Linked DNA regions of Sus scrofa: region 1 is linked to region 2. Evidence: chromatin contacts called from public HiChIP or PLAC-seq data. All regions are on one chromosome and are shown on one strand. The core of a region is the stretch at or near the end of the contact, and the rest is flanking DNA. Distances in the headings are between cores, read along the strand shown. Region 1 holds the start of NDEL1 (nudE nuclear distribution E homolog (A. nidulans)-like 1). Region 2 holds the start of CTC1 (CST complex subunit CTC1).

Region 1 (6,978 bases), core at 1,602-4,101, 150 kb after region 2:
TCTCAGAGTTTGCTGAAGGGACGATGTGATGCTCTCAAGAGACTTCGACCCTGACCACCGTGGCTCGATCCACGAAAGACCTTGGAAGGGGACCCATGGCTCAGCAAACCCCTTCCGAGTGGTTTATATAGACAGGGTCGGGCAATCCTCACTCACCTTTCTACCTTCACAAAGCTGATTTCTCTTTTGGGGAGGGAGCTACACCTGTGGCTGGAACCACAGAGATCGAACCTGTGCCCCAGCAGTGACTGGAGCCACAACAGTGACAATGCCAGATCCTCAACCCTTCACAAAGCTGACTTTTTAACCTCTTTTCCCCTTGGAGGCTGCCCTCTGTCTTCATTTTCGCTTGATTTTCCCGGGAGGGACACACTGCAAGTGGGGAGTGGGAACAGGTCGCTATTACTTGGGAGAAAACTCAACAGACACAGAGAAAGGAGATCAGTATGGGGCTTGGATACTTCTGAGAACCCTGCCAAGCAAAGCCCATTCATTAAGATGAGGCCAACACACCAGGCCTGATAAACGCAAGTTCTGGGTCCAGGCTGTGTGGGAGGGGTGGTGGCCTGGAAGATGACGCCAACACTTTCTGGAGGGCGTGGCCTGCCATTAGGTGACTCAGTGTGCTTCCCAGGACTTCAGCCAGGAGACAGGGATCAGAGTTGCAGCTTTTATTTTTTCCTCTTGGGGTGGGACTGTTCTATCTTGGCACGAGGTCCACAGGAAGGCCGCCCTGCTTAATCACCTCTCGGCCTGTGATCTCATCCACCAGAGCACAGCTTCAGCCAGGAAAGCAGAGCCCCAGAGCCTGAAACAGCTTCCACGAGCTCTCAGGTCACTGGGCTTGGACTAAGACCTGCTTGGGTTTTTTGTTGTTTTTTTTGTTTTTAATGGCTGCACCTGCAGCCTATGGACGTTCCCGGGCCAGGGACTGAATCTGAGCTGCAGCTGTGGCAGTGCTAGATCCTTAACCCACTGTGCTGGGCCAGGGATGGAACCCGCCCCTCCACAGTGACCCACGCTGCTGCATTTGGGTTCTTAACCCACTGTGCCATAGTGGGAACTCCAAGACCTGCTTGGGTTTAAACCCCAGCTCCCCTAGGCCTCAGTTTTCCAAAACATAAAATGGAGATAATAATTCCAGCCTCACAAGCTGCCTGTGAGGACTGAGAGAGGAAGTGTATGTACAACTCTTAGCGCACTGCTCTGGCCCAATTAATGGTCCTTATTAATAGTCCTCCTTGAATGGCAGTACAGGAGTGGTTAGTAGTATGGTTTCTGGAGTTAGACAGTCCAGACTAGGTGCGTTTGAACTGTGAGAACTCCTTTTTCTTTTCTTTTTTGTCTTTTTGCCTTTTGAGGGCTGCTCCCACGGCATATGGAGATTCCCAGGCTAGGGGTCGAATTGGAGCTGTAGCCACTGGCCTACGCCAGAGCCACAGAGACGCGGGATCTGAGCTGTGTCTGTGACCTACACCACAGCTCACGGCAACGCCAGATCCTTAACTCACTGAGCAAGGCTGGGGATTGAACCCGCAACCTCATGGTTCCTAGTCGGATTCGTCAACCACTGAGCCACGAAGGGAACTCCGAAAACTCCTTTTTCTAGTTGAGTGACATTGGGCAACTTCATCTCGCTTAGTCTCGGTTTCCTCATTGGTAAAATGGGAATAATAACAGTACCTATCTCATGGGGTTATTGTGAGAATTGAATTATGCAGACAAAGCCTTTGGCACACCTGCCAGTACATACAAAGGGCACAGCAAAAGTAAACTGTTCAACCTGCTCTCCTTCAGAGTCTAACTCAAAGTTCCATACTTTCTAACACCCCAAATCACTTTTCAGATTTTCACTGGACATCTCTTAGAATCCATTTTGTGCTGTTCCCCTTTATGTCCATGCCTTGAGGCTCGTACCAACACATCATTGTGTCCAAAAGCCCCACAAATCCAGTCCCAAGAGCACTGACATAAGAGAATTACAGGGTACGTGAAACGTCCAAAGTTCCTAAAATTGCTTTTAAAACACTTCTCTTTCTCCAAGTTTCCACACACTAATCAGCTGCCCTTCATTTCTCTCCTTTCTGAGCCAGTCTCTCCCCACCTTCTCCCTCCACACCCCCAAGTCTTCTTCTCCAAGTCTCCTAGGGGATGTACATATATATGGATTCCATTAGTTGGGGGCCCTGAAGGGATGAAAACACGTACGCACATATGTACATATACATGGATATATTTATATTCCCTTGGTGCCCTCAATGAATCCATTCACTCATTCAACAAATATCTGAGCACCCACCCTGGGACCAAGCTATCTGCTGGGATAAGCAAGGAATGAGGTTCCGGTTCTCATGGAACTTACATCTTACTGGAGGAAGACAAGAAGTAGCATAAAATTTCAGCTAGTGGACGTGCCCTTAAACCGACATAGCTCCGTGTGAGAGTGTGACGGTGCTAGAATACACCTGGTACGGTATTGGGTGGTCGGGGTGGACTCGGATGTGAGATCTGAGCCGAGATTCTTCTTTCAAACGGGAACCCCGAAACAGACACTTGTAGGGTTTGGTGGATGAAAACTGGGAGGCGGGTTCTCATCTACGGTAGTGCCACTTTCCGGAACGCAGAGTCTTTCCGGGGACCCGCGAAAGTCGTAAACGGCACGCCGCGCGGGCCCGGGGCGCCTGCGCAGAAGGCCTCCGCCAGCCTGACGTCAGCGCGCCGGCCCGGCCCGGCCCCGTGTGACGCCATCCCTGCCACAGCCCCGCCCTAGCCGCCCGCGCGCTCGTGCGCATGCTCGGGCCCCGCCCCCGTGCGTCACAGAATGGCCTCGGACACCCAGGCAGCCTCTGACGTGTCGGGGAGGAGCCGGGCGCGGAGGTGCGCGGAGTGGAGCTCAGGACTGCGGCGGGGAGCGGAGCCGAGCGGCTGGGCGGGCCTGGCCAGGCCAGCGGAGCGGAGACGTCGGTCGAGCGGTGGCGAACATGCGCTTTTGACACATTGGAGGTGAGCCTGCCGTGCGGGGCCGCTCCCGAGGGCGCCGGACCCGGCCGACGGCGCCGAGGCCTGTCCCCGCGGAGCCTGCCAGCCCCGGGGGCTGTGTCCGAGCCCCCGCCGGGCTGGGCCGGGCCCGGGTTCTGGGGCGGCCAGTCCGGGGCCAACTGTTTCAACCGCTCTAACTGCCCCCTCCCCGCCCTGGTCCGAGGTGTGGCCCACCTGGGGCGCCTGGAAGGGAGCGAGCCGGGCGGCCTCCGGAGGATGTGCCCGCATCCGGGGGTGGGGTGAGGGATGGCGGGGACGGAGGCCGGGACGTGGCACCGTGGGCCGGGAAGCTGGTCGCGCAAGGGGTGGCTCCGCTGGAGGTGGCAGCGGCGCGCCCAGCCCTCCCCCTCCCCAGCCCCCATCCCGCATCCCTTCATCTGGAGGGTGGTTCGGAGCCAGGTTGGATTCTGAATTCTCGTTGCTTCTCTCCCACGGGGGGCGAGAGCGGAAGCTGCCCACCTTGAGCTCCGGTGGCATTCCTGTGATTGCCAGCTCCGAACTGCTAATTACCCCTCTCGGAGTTCAGGAAAGTGTCACCAAACGGGTTCGGGTTGCTTGTACTCGCCTTTGTTTTTTAGCTGGTAAGCAACGAAGTGACCCTTTTAAGGTTTGCCTGGGAATTGAGGGTGCTTCACGGATAATTTCATTACGTTTCTCTAGGCGCCTTTACACGTTTGAGAACACCCTTGTTATCTCGGCTTTGAACCTCATCACCTCGTTAGTGGTTGTCTGTGATTCTACCCATAGAGAAATTGAGACCAGGTCGGGTGGGGGTTTTGGTGATTTATTCTGTGGATTCCACCAACCAGTGAGAGGCTTCTCTTGGTTCAGAATTTGCGTCTCCCTGCCTGGAGTTGTGGTTTCTTTCCGTGAGATTTTTACATCCTTCTCAGCTGGAGAGCAAAATAGTAAATTTGACTTGCCAGAACTATACCAGAAGCTAGTAGAAGATTTATTCAAATTTTTTTCAGCAGACCCACCTAGGATGAGGATTGCTGCTCAGTTTTAAGAAAAATCCTACGCTGAAACTTGTCCACGGTTGGCTAATTATTTTGTCTGATAAGTTGTGTTGCTTTTAATTTGTTTATGAAAGAGGGTAATGGCTTTGCTAAGTCATGAAGTTGGGGGGGTAAAATGCAGCATTAAGTCGTGTTGAAGAGAATAAAAGGGAACTAAAATATTTCCTCTGAATTTTTATTAAGTTGTTTAAAATCAGATGTCATAAGGAACAAAATCCCCCCTTTGGCCAGCCCTGGTTTCACATTGACCTGATTCAGATAGAAGTTGCTAAATCTTATGAAGCTTTTTTTTTTTTTCCTGTTTTGGCGTAAATTTTTTGTTTTTGGCTGTGGTGTGCAGTGGCTTGATGTGGGATCTCAGTTCCCAGACCAGGGATTGACCCCAGGCCACAGGTGAAAGCCCCAAATCTAACTACGCTACTGCTCTGGAATTCCCTGTTTAGGTTTTTTTAATTAAATAAATTGAAATTGGGTGAGGAATGCTTAAAATAAGTAGAAACCTCAGTAAAAACTTAGATGTTGCTTTCATGATCTCTCCAACACTTATTTTTATTTTCATGTTAAGTCATGCTGGGGTAAATTTGGTTACTAAAGCTTAAAATTACTTCTGACATAAGTTTTTGCTCTTTATAAGGTAGAAAAATAAGTCAGGACCAAGAGGGAGACCATATTTATGCTCAACTTTGAAAAGTTTGAAATTCTGTAATTGTTACTTTTGGGAGAAGTAGAAGAATTTCGTAAAAAGGTATTTATTATCTACGGTGAATTCCAGAAGAACTTTTCCAGCCTCAGGAGTCCATTCTGCAACGATCAACAAAGAGACAGTTCATATAAAATGAATTTTCTTACCATTGCACAAAGAATAGTTTCTTTGTAAATACAGCATTTTGAAAGGCTGTTTTATGCCGTAATGAGTTGATTTGTCAGCTGCCAGACAGCTGAAGGTCATATACCGTATGCTAATGACCCAGGTAAGAGTTGTTTCGGGGTCACGCCCCATCCATGAGACGCCCCATCCATGAGACGTGGCGTTGAGGGAAGATTGGGTATCGGCAAAGAGTATATGATCATCTACCCTCATTTCAGCTTCAAGATTATAGATGTGTCATTAAAGCTAATTTATTTATTTATTTGTTTTTAGCAGTGTAGTTTTCTGTGTTGGCCAACTCTCTATAGCCTGATATCTCCAGTTACAAAGTTTCAGATAACACAGTGAACACATCCTCCTGCTGTAACTTGAAGCAAAATGAACAGATTGTCTTTATTGCCCCTGAGAACATCTTTTGAATATCTGCAGTGGCAGCACATTTTTGTTATCTGTAAAAAAAAAAAAAAAAAATCTGATTTTTGGAAAGAATAAATCTGATGAATAAAATTAGCGTGATTAGAGTGATAAAGCTGGATGATATTAGGAAGCAGTTGAAGCGAGGTGGGACCACAAAGAAAGAGCTTTTTGTTTAGTTTTTAATCTAGTTCATTAAGGCTATTTCTAAAGAGATTGTAGAAATGTTTTCAGTAATGGTGGTATCACTGAAATATGCACATAGCTTCCAGAAGTGATTAATTTTAAGGAGTCATTTGTTATAAATTCTGAAGCGCATTTATTTTGTGGTTGTACTTCAGAGGTCAGCAACTGAACCACAGTTTTTTAAAATAATAAAATTTATGCTGTGTTTACTGTGTGCTAGACTCTGTACTAAGTACGTGCAAATACTAACTCAGTCTTCAAAACACCCCTGTTTTTAATAATTTTCCCCATTTTGTAGGCGAGGAAATGGGTCACTGAGTGATTAGCTAACTCGCCCAAGGTCAGCTAGTGGAGGACTCTCATTCAGACCTGGGCAGTCTGGCTCCAGGTCTGGGCTCTTAACAGCTACGCTTTGCTGCTCTGACCACTTGTTCCCCATTAAGTGTTTTTAATTGGTTTGTTCTGGAAAAGCTGTTGTTCATTTTAGTAAAAGGCTCCTGGCATAGGTTATAATACTCTTTGACGGACCAATAAGTGAGTTGTAAAAGTAGTCTTTTTATTAGAAAAGTTGTAGTCAATATTCAGTTCAAATAAGATTCAAGAAAACAGAGAAGTGTGTGAAATGAAAATACATATTAAAATAGTTTTGCTAGAGGAGTTCCCGTTGTGGAGCAGCGGAAACAAATTCAACTAGGAACCATGAGGTTGTGGGTTCAATCCCTGGCCTTGCTCAGTGGGTTAAGGATCTGGTGTTGCTGTTAGCTGTGGTGTAGGTTGCAAACATGGCTGGGATCCTGCCTTGCTATGGCTGTGGAATTGGCCAGCAGCAGTGGCTCCCATTAGACCCCTAGCCTGGGAACCTCCATAGGTCGCAGGTGCAGCCCTAAAAAGCAAAAAAAAAAAAGTTTTGCTAGACTTACTTGACACTCAGCCAAGTAGTTAGACAAGGATACAAGAAATAGAGTCTCAAGAAGTTTCACATGAATGGCTATTTAAAACGTGAGCTGCTAGGGGACAATGATGGAAGAATTGGTAGTGTTAAGAATATGGCCCTATTTAAGAACCAGAAATCAGGGACAAATGGGTACTTTATAGTACTCCCACAGCTGTGCAGGTGTAAACAGTGAGATTCCTCTAAGCACTCTTCAAAGCAGTAGCTGCTGTAGGTCCTCTGATACTGTATGAATGGATCAATTAGAACAGGAAAAAAACCAGTCTAACACAGAAAGGTTTCAAACTGGGCCTGTGAGTGATAACATTTGCATAAAAACAACCCTAACTCTGTGTGCAGAAGGATTGGTTCCACATTCAGTACATTCAGATGACTTTTTGATGGCGTGCAAAACATCTAGGAGTCATTACAAAGGCCCAGAAGCACACTGGCCCTCGGACCACAGCAGCGCCAGACTCATCAAATGCTGCGAAGTAACGGACGGAGTGCTGGAAAGTTGC
Region 2 (7,133 bases), core at 4,617-7,116:
TACGGCACAGCCACAGCAACTCGGATCTGAGCAGCATCTTCAACCTACACCACAGCTCACAGCAACGCCGGATCCTTAACCCTTTGAGGAGGCCATGGATCGAACCCGAGTCCTCAGGGATGCTAGTAGGGTTCATTAACCACTGAGCCACGACTTGAACTCCTTTTCGATTTTCAACTATTCTTGGGAAATAACAAACAAAGCTATGAGTTCCCTTGTGGCACAGTGGGAAGGATCTGGTGTTGTTACCTAAGTGGCTTGGGTGGCTGCTATAGCGTGGGTTTAATCTTGACCCAGGAATTTCGACATGCCACAGGTACTGCCAAAAAAACAAAGCTAAAGAGATTTCTGCCTTTTTATTTTTTAAAGGATAATGATATGTACACTCACAAAAAATCATGGAGCAGTTAAAATAAATGAGCTAGAGTTATAATTGTGAATAAATCTCAGAAGCATAATGTTAAGCACAAAAAGCAACCTGCAGAGGATCTGTGAGGTATGTAACATTTATACAAAATCTAAATGTGTGCAAAACTACTGTATATTGCTTAGGAACAGAAGCATGTATAAAAAACCATAAAGGTAGTCACAAGGATGATACACCTCACATTAAGGATAGTGGTTACTTCTAAGAGGAGATAAACAGGTTTCTTTTCAGAGTCTTTAACATGTTAACTTGAGCCTCACATGTCTCCTAGGGAAGGTTATCATATCCAATGTCTCTCAAACTTATTTGGCCATGGAACCCTTTTCTTTTGGTATAAGAGGCTAGAATGGTTTAGGAAATGCTAATGAAGTGTTAAAAAAACAAACAAAAAACAAGGGAGTTCCCACTGTGGCACAGCGGGTTAAGAATCCAACTGCAGCAGCTCAAGTTGCTGCTGAGGCACAGGTTAGATCCCCCGGCCAGCACAGTGGATTAAAGGATCCAGTGTTGGAGTTCCCGTCGTGGCTCAGCGGTTAACAAAGCTGATTAGCATCCATGAGCTAATAGGGTTCAATCCCTGGCCCCACTCAGTGGGTTAAGGATCGGCGTTGCCGTGACCTGTGGGGTAGTTCGCAGACATGGCTCAGATCCCAGGTCCTGTGGCTGTGGTGTAGGCCAGAGGCTACACCTCCAATTAGACCCCTAGCCTGTGAACCTCCATATGCTGCAGATGTGGCCCTAAAAAGACAAAAAAAAAAAAAAAAAAAAAAAACAGAGAAAAGGATCCAGTGTTGCCACAGCTGCAATGTAGATCACAGCTATAGCGTGGATTCAATTGCTGGCCCAGGAACTTCCATATGCCTCAGGTGTGGCCACAAAACAAAACAAAAACAAATAACTGCACTTGGTCTGTATCTTAGTTTCCTAATGCACAAAATGAACTAATATCAAACTCTCTCCCCACTTTGAGGGTTTTCCCCTCATATTTTCTATCTTCTCACACAAAGCCACGCCCCTCTTCCCTATAAACTTGACTTGAACCAATTAAAGAGAACTGCAGGAAAAAGAAAGCAGCTTGATGGATAGTGGGAAAGATTGGCAGAAGGGGGTTTTGTTTAGACCACTTTTCCTCCCCTTAGTACGTTTCCCCTCACTCATCTCATTTCCACTTTTTATTTTTTGTTAATGTTTTCAGCTGGGCCTGCAGCAGATTGAAGTTCCCTAGTCCACAACTGAACTGAGCCACAGCAGCGACAATGCCAGATCCTTAACCCAATGGAGCACAAGGGAACTCGTCATTTCCCCCTTTTCAAACAGGTCCTTCTTTTCCAATCCCAAATTTAACTTTCCCCTGAACCCCATCTCCCCTTACCTGTAGCTGAGGGGCAGTGTAAAACCCTGGTTCCTTCCCTGGGATGACCAGATAGTCTTCACATGGTCAATGACCAACTGAGTCAACTGGATATTAGGCTCCTTGCCAGGTGGGCACAGCGTCTCTTGGATGAAGGCCCGGGCAGACTCAAGCCAGGCTTGCTCCTCCTGAGAAAAGTGAAGTTACTTGAAATACCTTCCTGACCATCCTGTTCACCAAGGAAATTTGGGGAAGAATAAAGGAACAGATTTTTCAAAAAAATCAAGAGGGAATGTAAATGAAGATGAAAAGTAAAGGAGTTTGAGTTCCCTTGAGACTCAGAGGGTTGCAGATCCCACGTTATCACTGCTGCAGCTCTGCCTACAGCTGTGGTGTGGGTTCAATTCTGGTCGGGAACTTCCATATGACGCAGGTGCAGCCAAAAAAAAAAAAAAAAAAAAAAAAAGGAATTTAGAGCTTGGTCTTAGCTCAGCCAATCAACTTAAGACAACTGGCCATCCAACTTTGGTCTTGCCTCTTTCTTTTACAAAGATGTACCAATCCTTAAAGTGCTCAATTAGAAAGGGCATTTTTTGTGAACCCTTCCCTGAGCATCCCAGGCAGAATGCTGCTCCCTCCTTGGAGCTCCCATGGTACTGTACACACACCTCTACTGAGACAGCGGTATTCCATTTTACATGGGGTCTGATTCTAAAGCTAGCAAAGTCACCCTTGAGGAAGTCCCCCTGTGGCACAGTGCGTTAAGGATCTGGCATTGCCACAGCTGTGGTGCAGGTCATAATTGAGGTGTGGGTTTGATCCCTGGCCCAGAAACTTCCACAAGCTGCACATATGATCAAAAAAAAAAAAAAAAATTCACCCTTGAAAAAAATCCTTTAAATTGCTCTTAAAAAACAGTCCACAATCCTGTACACTAATATGTACGTGGAAAAGTGCCTAATAATAGACATTACATAAAAGTATTTTCCTCTGGAGTTCCCATTGTGGCTCAGTGGTAAAGAACCTGACTAGTATCCATGAGGATGTGGGTTCGATCCCTGACCTCCCTCAGTGGTTAAGGATCCAGCATTGCCATGAGCTATGGTGTAGGTCACAGATGCGACTTGGATTCCGAGTTGCTGTGGCTGTGGTGTAGGCCAGCAGCTGTAGCTGATTCATCCCCCCTAGCCTGGGAACTTCTATATGTCGAGGGTGTGGTCCTAAAAAGCAAAAAAAAAAAAAAAAAAAAAAGACCTAGACAGAGAATAATTTTTAATCATCCTCCCTCCTTTTCAGTGAAGTGCATACACCTGAGTTCTGATAAGCTAAATATACATAAGATGCAATCCCACTGGAATTGTTTCCTGTTCTTTCTTTGTAGTTAGGATGTGGGCTAAAAAAAAACTCTAGGGAAGGAAACTAGCTTGGCCCACTCCCAGTGCTGGGCAAGTTTATTTTAAAATTGCAACAGGAGTTTCCGTCGTGGCTCAGTACTTAACGAATGCGACTAGAAACCATGAGGTTTCAGGTTCGATCTCTGGCCTCGCTCAGCGGGTTAAGGACTTGGCATTGCCGTGAGCTGTGGTGTAGGTTGCAGACGCGGCTCCGATCCCGCGTTGCTGTGGCTCTGGCATAGGCTGGTGGCTACGGCTCCGATTCGACCCCTAGCCTGGGAACCTCCATATGCCGCAGGAGTGGCTCAAGAAAAGACAAAAAAATAAAATAAAATAGCAACAGAGTTCAATTATACTTAGGGGTAGGTAGGACCTTTTCCTCCTTGATCCCCAGTGATAATTCTAAACCATTATAGCTCTATCCCTGTTCCTCCAGTGCTCCTCTCTTTAGCCTTTGGTCACTCCTCCACATTCAGTTAACCTTTAGCAACTCAAAAAGAGCTTGAGGGAGTTCCCGTTTCAGTTCAGTGGAAACAAACCCAACTAGTATACATGACGACGCAGGTTCCATCCCTGGCCTCGCTCAGTGGGTTAAGAATCCAGCGTTGCTCTGAGCTGTGGTGTAGGTCACAGACGCACTTCGGACTTGGCGAGGCTGGAGCCAGCAGCTTAGCTCCCATTGACCCCTAGCCTGGGAACTTCCATATGCTGCAGGTGCAGCCCTAAAAAGACAAAACAGAAAAGTGCTTGAAAAACTAGAGTTCGAAGTCTAGATGACTTCAGTGTCCTTGTCGATAGTCCTATCACTGACCTTCATCCACCTCAAACACTCTCTTCATGGTCAGGGTTGTCAAAAACCTGCCCAGGTGGAGTTTCCGTTGTGGTGCAATGGAAATGAATCTGACTAGGAGCCATGAGGTTGCGGGTTTGATCCCTGACCTCACTCAGTGGGTTAAGGGTCTGGCATTGCCATGAACTGTGGTGTAGGCCACAGATGCAGCTCGGACCCTGCGTGGCTGTGGCATAGGCCAGCAGCTGTAGTTCCGATTTGACCTCTAGCCTGGGAACCTCCATATGCAACGGGGCGGCCCTAAAAAGAAAAAAAAAAAAAAAAAAAACCACCACCCTGGACGAGGTAATCACTTAGAATTGCCCACAACATAATCAAAGCTTGATTCCCACACTTTTTGTCTTCCTCTCTGGGTCTTCTCTTTCGCTACTATTCTTGAGGACCTGTCCATTGGCACACTGAATATCAGTTTCTCAACGTGGTATCACTGCCTTAAACTCACCAAAGTTTTGTTAAAATGCAGCTGATTTTTAGGTGATCCCATCTATTGAATCAGAATCCAGGCCCAGGCGTTAAGGGGTGGGTGGGAGTTGGTGCCAGAGTGCATACTGAACTTGGATCTTGTAGGAAAAGATGAAGCTAAAGAGGACATCCACATTTCAGGGTAGCACAATTTGGTTGAGGATACTATTTGCTAAGTTAATGAACATTAGAAGAGGGGTAGATTTTGTGAAAAGTTCAGTATTGGGCCTGTGTGGTGCCTGTAGGTTAGCAGGTGGAGAATCTGATAGGCAGATGGATCTAACTAGAGCTCAGGAGAGCCTCTCAGCTAAAGTAGAGATTTAGGAAAAATCAGCCTCACTGGCTCTTAAAACCAACTAGTGGGATGGGGTTGAAAAGAAAGTGTACAGTGTTCTCAAACTTCAGCCTATACTCAGTATTAATCCGCAGACTTTACTTAATTTCGATTCCATCTCCTAATTATCTTTTTACTCTGTCCTCACCTCTGGAACCTCAACGTTGCTGCCATGGTCGGGGTCAGTATCACCTCTTATCAAATTTAAAACCACGGCCTTTTCTAACGGACTCTCTAGTCCACTCGCTACATTGCTACCTCAGGAAATGAAAACAAATCTCATCCAATCACTCTTCTGCTTAAAACCCTTCAATTAATTCCCAATTATCCTCAGCTGAAGTCACGACGTACCTAGACTTACAAGATACATGACTGTCATTTCCAGGGGGAAAAATAAAAAAAGAGAGAGACCGTCAGTCAGCTCTGCCACCTCCACCATCATCCAGTTGACCTTTTTCAGTTTTTCAAAGACACGTTCTCTATCTCTTGCCTTTGAACATGTTTTTGCCCGGCCTTGAAACTTCTTTTACAGCCTTTTTTTTCTCTCTCTCGCTTTGCTGGCTCCTGCACGCACTTGGAGCCTCGGAAGCTTTTCGGGATTATCGGTCACCCTTCCCCTACAGCTGCGTCAGGGATCTCCCCCAGGAACTCAAAGCGCCACAGTTTGCCGTTAGTCTGCTCCTGGCTTTCTCCTGGGCTTGAAGCCCAACCAGTGGGCAGAGACCTGTTTAGGGTTCACAGCCGCCGCCGCAGGCGTCTCGGACTGAAAACATTCGCAGAATCAGTGGGAGGGGCGGCACGAACCGCCTCACAGACCCCCTCACCCGGCCGCAGCCGGCGAAGCCAGAGAGGCAAAGAGGCGAGATGCGGGTTGTACGAGAAGAAAGAAAAGCTGGGACAGACAAGATAAAAAGGGACGAGGGAACGGGACGGTGAGGAGAACTCACGCAGCCAGGCGCCTCAGGCCGGCAGGCCGCCATGACACGCCCGAGATCCCGCCTCCGAAAAGCGCGCCCAGAGCTTGGGGAGGGCTGGGACGTGACGTCATCGGCGGGCGCGTCGCTGGCTCCACCTCCGACTCCTCCCCATTCTGCGTCAGTCCGTCTCTACTCCCGCCTCTGTCCGCAGTGCTGGCAGCCCTGACATTTTCTCTAGTGACATCTTATTTGGCATCCCTGGGATTGGGACCGAGCTAGTGCCCTGTGGGGCTCCTAGGCACCTAAGCCTTTCTGTGGGCTCCATTTCTTGTTTTTAGGGAGTAAGCCTCAGCCTCCACGACTCTCCCTGAGTTCCAAAGGGCAGTTGTAATCAGGGAAGGGAGGGGTTGCAGAGACCCAGAAGGAGAAGTGTAGCCTTGGGGCAGGGTCCTGGTTCCTCTTGGAGGAATATACATAACAGTATCTTTGAGCCTTTCTGTAGAACAAACACCAGCAACAAATGGAAGAACTACTTGATGAAACAGTCTTTATTCTGGGAAGAAGGACCACCAGAACCAGTTCTGGGGCCACTAAACAGCAGCTTTGAGAAACAATGCAGGCTTGCCTCTACTGTGATCCTTATCTGTGGCCCTGATCCTTATTCCACTCCTCAAACTCTAAAACCACCTCTTAACCCCTTCCAGAGGGGGTACAGTCTTTAAGGCTTTAGCCTGCTGTGGCCCCCTTTGCCTGGCAAAGCAATAAAACTATCTTTTTCTCCTTTAGCTGAAACTCTGTGTGTTTCAATTCAGCAACAGAATGAGGGAGCTCAGGAACTCAAACAAAGCTGGCCTGGCGGGTGACTCCTAAGTATCCTCCCATCTCTTGATCCGCCAAGCAGAGAGAAATGTTTCCTCCTTAAAGCAGCCAGAGCACATCATCATACTTGCCTGTGCCCTTAACTCATTGCTGTAGTTATTTAACTGTCTCTCCCAGTTGACTGAATACTTAGGAGCTTTGTCCTATTCAATTTTTCTTTTTTCTTTCCTTTTTTTTTTTTTTAAGGGCCACACCTGCAGCATATGGAAGTTCCCAGGCTAGGGGTCAAATTGGAGCTGTAGCTGCGGGGCCTATGCCACAGCCACAGCCACAGCAACACCAGGTGGGAGCCTTGCCTGCAATGTACACCACAGCTCACGGTAATGCTGGATCCTTCAATCCCTGGCCAGGGATTGAGGATCATAGTTAGATTTGTTGCCCTTGAGCCACAATGAGAGCTCTAATTTTTCTTTGTATTTTTGAAACCAAGCTGGGCCCTATGGGGCTACTGGGCACAGGCCTTTCTGTGTCCCCCATTTCTTGTTTTTAGGAAATAAGCTTCAGCCTGCAAGACCTTCC

The links. HiChIP or PLAC-seq counts read pairs in DNA pulled down with a chosen protein or histone mark.
Region 1: a contact with region 2 is called in an H3K27ac HiChIP or PLAC-seq map of alveolar macrophages. The contact joins the promoter of NDEL1 here to the promoter of CTC1 in region 2. A contact is called at or near these places in 2 of 47 Hi-C or Micro-C datasets (embryonic fibroblasts and epiblast stem cells) and 1 of 2 datasets of contacts at active chromatin or transcription factors (alveolar macrophages).

The regions. Positions count from the first base shown.
Region 1 is chr12:53,598,982-53,605,959 of Sscrofa11.1, forward strand. It overlaps NDEL1 (nudE nuclear distribution E homolog (A. nidulans)-like 1), which reads left to right and starts at 2,852. Exons shown (of 9, transcript NM_001243862.1): 1 at 2,852-3,003.
Region 2 is chr12:53,448,283-53,455,415 of Sscrofa11.1, forward strand. It overlaps CTC1 (CST complex subunit CTC1), which reads right to left and starts at 5,867. Exons shown (of 25, transcript XM_003358277.3): 1 at 5,766-5,867; 2 at 1,800-1,966. The coding sequence starts at 5,798.